Regions from separate parts of the Gossypium arboreum genome. Here region 1 is linked to region 2. The links are chromatin contacts, called in public Hi-C maps. All regions are on one chromosome and are shown on one strand. Each heading gives the region's core, a stretch centred on a gene start, on an enhancer-like site or on the middle of the called end of the contact. The rest is flanking DNA. Distances are from core to core; before and after follow the strand shown. Region 1 holds the start of LOC108478737 (BEACH domain-containing protein B-like). Region 2 overlaps LOC108473386 (ubiquitin carboxyl-terminal hydrolase 16-like).

Region 1 (2,700 bases), core at 200-2,699, 410 kb before region 2:
TATTAAATCTAGAAAAAAGAATGCATGACACATATGAACTGATACAAGTGGGTAATAAGTTCTACAACGGTTTGGTGAAATTAGAAAAGATAAATAGAAATCTGAAAACTTCAGGCATGGGGCCATACCTTATCCACCGTGTTCTCATATCTCTCCCACAGTGAACTCAAAACTGCCTCATCATTTCCTTCACTGGAAGATAGTAACCCAAAGGGGAAAAGATAATAATAAAGTTCAGCTTGAATAAAATGATAAGGTAAATCAAGTGCATCCAAAAGCACCAAGTGGATTAATCTAAACCTCCAAACAATGAATTAGTACAGCTGGACTCCCGTCAAATAAGGAACTAATCAAACTTGTAGAACAGTAAGTTTAAACTAAAATGCTCAGCAGTCCCAAATTTTACTCACTCAAAAACTCCTTTGTATCACCACATATTTAAAAAGTAAAATAAAATAACAACCATCAATTATCAATCATCAAGCATCAGTACCTGAAGCAAATCCTTGGAGTAGGAGGAGACAACCTCTCCCCTTGTGCCCCTGGTGAATCTCCAGTTTGGCCACTAGATGTCCGACGAATAAGATCAGCCACACCTTTCACAATATTCATGCTGTCCGCAAAGATTTGCAATAACTACAGCTTCACAATGCAACAATCAATAAACAGATGGCCATCCCAGACCATCACTTTTAGCCAATATCAATCCAGCTGTACATATCACACCACACTGAAATGATTCAAAATAGTAACCTAGGCAGTTATAAATTCAGTTTATCAAATAACTCGGAACAGATAATTTATTTATTTACTCTTTTTAAAAACTTACTATCACCCCTGTTGTAAATCCACTTTCATCTTCTTCTACAGAAAAATTCTACGCCGAATAAAATGGAAAGAGCTAAGTCTTTTTTTTTTTTTCGCTAAGCCGGTAAAATTTATTAGTTATGAAAGTCATTTAATTTAAGTAATACCGATGGTAGTTATTACATTTCCACGAAGATAATAAAATGGAGAAACATTCAAAAACACGCTATTGAAGATTAAGAATCTCAAAAGTAAAGAGAAATGAAGAGAGATCTCGCGGATGATAGTCGATCATACAAGCAAAATCAAATTAAAGACGATAGAAATAAAGCAGTCGTTAGTTGCGAAAAGTAAAAGTACCCGATCAGATCAAACAGCTGGAGTCTTGTCTTGAATTCTAGGGTTTATGATGCAAGATCTGACTTCTGATTGTTTCGTTGAGCTTATTTCAATGGAGTTCAGTGAGAAATTTAAAGAGAGAAATAATTAATTAGCGAATACTAAAATAAAAAAGGAAATAAAAGGGACAAAGAAGAAGGTTAAAGGCAAAAAAAGAAATAAATAATTATCGGAGCATTTAATCCATAGAATGAAATAGGCCTAAGCCTTCCAACTTAAGCCTTCCAACTTAAGCCTTCCAACTATACCACTATTTCCTTTTAATTCACGATTTCACTTTTGTTTTAGGGTAAACTATCAAAATAGTCACTTTTGTTTATTTCAAATTACATTTTAGTTATTTATATTTGAAATGTTACGTTTTAGTCATTTATGTTATCATATTATAACATTTTAGTCACTGAGCCGTTAATTGTTGTTAACAGTGAAACGTTAAGCTGACATGGCATGTTAAATTATCATTTCAAACGAAAATTTTAGGTTAATTTATACAATTGATCCCTATCTTTTTTTCGTTTTGAGTAATTTAATTATTATTTTTTATGTTCCTTTTAACTTTTTTTCTTTAATTTCCATTCTCTTCTATTTCTCCCATTGTTTTCATCTCTTCTCCATTTCTTTTAACATAGTTTTTTTATGTTTTCCATTTATTAAAACTAGTCCCTATACTTTTATTTTTTGAACAATTTAATTTTTTCTTTTTATTTCTTTATTTGTTAAAGCCAAATATCTTTGATTACATACTCTATGTAAACCTAGAGACCATTTTCGATCACTACAAGATGAATGAAATCGATCCTATTGAATTAATCAATACCAATTCTTCTTTGATACATAATAGAACACCAAGCTAAATTCTACCAAAGATATTGATTTGCTTACCAAATTGATGCCAAGAACTAAAAACAAAGTTAACCCTGATGAGATCAGAAGGGTTAACTAGTATCATGATGATCTTCATTAAAATATCTAGTTCAAGCAATTTTATAAATCATCACAATAATCCGTTTTTGGATCCTTTGTATGGCTTCATCAATAACTGTAAAATATTAGATACCTCATTTCACAATTGTCTATAATAAGCAAAAAAAAAAAAATTAAAAAAAATCTTTATTTTGGGTTTCATTGAAGATCAATACAAAATTGTTACCCTAAGCTGAAAACATATTAAAAACTAATCAAAAGGAAGATTAAATAGAACGTACAGGAAATACCCAATACCAAAATAAAATAAAAGTATAAGGACTGGTTTTAACAAATGAAAAGAAAAACTATGTTAAAATAAATAGAGAAGTGAGGAAAATGGAGGGAGAAGCAAAACAGAATGGAAAATAAAGAAAAAAAGTTAAAAAGACATAAAAGAAAAAATTAAATTGCTCAAAACGAAAAAATATAGGGACCAATTGTATAATTTAACCTAAAATTTTCGTTTAAAATGATGATTTAACGTGCCATATTACCTTACTGTTATACTGGTAAAGGTAATTAATGACT
Region 2 (2,700 bases), core at 180-2,679:
ATATTTTTAATAATTTTATAAAAATAAATTAAATAAAAAAATTCTTATATACAATTTTTAGTCTAACATACTTAATAGTCATTTTTTTATTTTCGCTTGATCACAACTACAATGGTTCTACACATATTTCACCAGACCTCACTAAGGACATTACATCATCGAGCACCATGCCTCACTTGAGCACTATACCTTACTAGGACCATGGCCATGCTAAGCTCAACCATACCACCTTGACAAGATCATTGTCACTCATCATTAACATATCCTGCCACTTCGTCACATCAAGTCGCATAGTCAACTTAAGGATAGGCCTACGCCGTATGACAACCCCCAATCAAAAGAAGACACATGGCTTACAAATGACCCCTTAAATACCTCTCCAAATCCCATAAGGACACAGACACTGCTCTATCAACACACACTTCCCTCCCCCTCCATCTGTTTTTCATTCTCCTCCCCGTCCCCTATAACCTCACCTCTCTCAGCTCATCAGGTGAATAGTTGTGATAGTTTCTGTCAACTATTACCCTTAATAAGTTGCATTTGAATCCAAACATATATTTCACCATTAGTTTTAACTTCAATGGTACATTATTTAATTTTACTGATATAGTAAATAATATCACCGCCACCGTTATTTTTAATCTTATTGAATCTAATTTCACTACCTATCCAGAGAGAGCTAAAGAGCTCGACTCTTCAATTCCGACTCATTTGGCTGTATCGGTTGATAAGCTCTTTAGTAATATATATATATATATATATATAGTTTTACTAAATTTATTGGAGGAATTAAGGGATTTTGAAAGAAAAAAAAATAGTCGTAATATGTTGTGCATGCCGGTGTAAAAACCCTTTTTGTAGTTTTGCTTGGTGATGCAGATCAATTACAAGAGGAATTTTGGAACAAAATAATCTCTCAGAGATCAAATACATACTATATTTTACGGTAAGATGCTAAGTTTGTATAACGGTGAGATCAAGAGAGGCACGGCCAAATGCCACAGTCTTTCGGCCCAAAACAGGACTTAGTTTTGACACTGATATATGTATGTATGTATGTATATATTATTAAAGATGAAAAGGATCTTTTAAGACAACCATCCATGACTTGTCTGATTGTGTCTTGTTGCGTTGCCCCGACATCTCCGAGACATGCATATATATGTATATATACAAATATGCGATTCAAAGAAAAAGTTACTCCTGGCTGAAGGTTTTTTCAGGGTAAAAATCAATGGCTAAAACACTTTTGCGTGAACAAAAACAAGGCATGGAAGAGGCAAGGAAGAAAGTTATGCAATTTGCCCATTTTGAGATTTGATCTGTCTTTAGACAATTAGTTGGGGGATGGGATGAGGGTCCCATTTTAGCTCCAAGTTGTTATAGAAGTTCCATTGATGACAGTTGATAAAATGCAATAATATTGCATTTTCATGCATTCTTCCAAGTGGTGGGACACTTGCTGCCTTTTCAACGGCCGCCACGAGAAGTACAACATTTCCCACTTGCGCTTGCGCATCATTTTGGTTTTTCTTTTCTTCCTCCTTTTTTGTCTTTTCGTTTTTGATGAATAGTATGAGTCCATGTGACCCCGCAGGCACTCACTGTTTCATTATATAGACTAGTTTTATAAGGTATTGTTAACCTCATGGTTTTGTCCCCAAAATGCGCCTTGAATGTTGAAGCTGGAATAACCATATGTACCAGTTCTAATATATGGTCAATGTAAGTTTCATGGCTTCTCTGCTAATAAATGTCACGATTCACATCATATTACAAGATATTATTCACTTCAACTCATTAAACGTTACGACTTTTGTCTATAAAAAATATGTTTCATCTATGAATATGATGTCACTACTTGTATCCTAAAATCAAATTCATATTCTTTCTCTCTAAAATCGTGACACCACAATAAGCCATTAGCTTTTTGAGACATCGCTTCTGACTTAAAAGGTGCTTGAAAAGTCAAGCCCTTATTCCCTCGTAAATCAAAATGTTGGCCTTTCTTCAAATATGATTAGCTTTTAATCTAAATCTGCTTTTCAAAAACCAACCAACTCTTTCTTCCTTCAAATAGGCTTTTCATTGATGGGCGAAAAAATTTATTCCATACTTTTCTACTCCTACAAAATAAAATTCAATTTCTTTGACGAAACAAAGTTCGCCCTTTGGCATGCTTTTGACTGAAACGAAATTATTCAACTTTATTTTATATACAAGGTTGAGTAATACGCGGTCGTGATAGGTACGAAGTGACACTACTGTGCATGTATATACAGGGCTGTGTAATACGTGCATGTAGTCAAGGGAGGCACCATTTAGGGGGTGGAAAAAGGTACACGTGTTGGGTGTGAAATTGAAAATTCTATTGAATATCATGATGTGGAAAGACGAATGAAGTGAAAGATATTTGCATTACACTAACAAAAGAGAAGAGGGAAAATAATTATACAAAAAGTGGTTTGGATAGTGAAAATTACGAAATGACTGAAAATACGAAATAATCTATGTTATACGAAATAATCTATAAGTTCTAAGTTCATGCAATAAGCGTTAATTCGTTGGATTTTTACTTGCTCAATACAAAAAAGATACAACGTTATGGGCTAATTTACAACTTTTTTACCAAATTAAAATTACATTTTCGATGAAATGAAAACTTCCTTTTTTATTTTTTCAAAAGTTAAGCCATCA

What was found. Hi-C and Micro-C count contacts between places; a contact is called where the count stands out from the background.
Region 1: a contact with region 2 is called in a Hi-C map of leaf, with 3 times the contacts expected there. The contact joins the promoter of LOC108478737 here to the enhancer-like site in region 2. A contact is called at or near these places in 2 of 5 Hi-C or Micro-C datasets (both in leaf).

What each region holds. Positions count from the first base shown.
Region 1 is chr3:119,843,950-119,846,649 of ASM2569848v2, reverse strand. It overlaps LOC108478737 (BEACH domain-containing protein B-like), which reads right to left and starts at 1,449. Exons shown (of 41, transcript XM_053025837.1): 1 at 1,168-1,449; 2 at 494-636; 3 at 129-192. The coding sequence starts at 612.
Region 2 is chr3:119,435,085-119,437,784 of ASM2569848v2, reverse strand. LOC108473386 (ubiquitin carboxyl-terminal hydrolase 16-like) reads right to left here. Exons shown (of 12, transcript XM_053025828.1): 12 at 2,648-2,700. Among protein-coding and RNA genes, the nearest start is that of LOC108473386, 9.2 kb to the right of the region's middle. Within about 2 kb of position 1,429, at least 2 of the 2 cell types and tissues checked have an H3K27ac peak or open chromatin away from gene starts, as enhancers often do. A contact at or near this core is called in leaf, where this site is marked.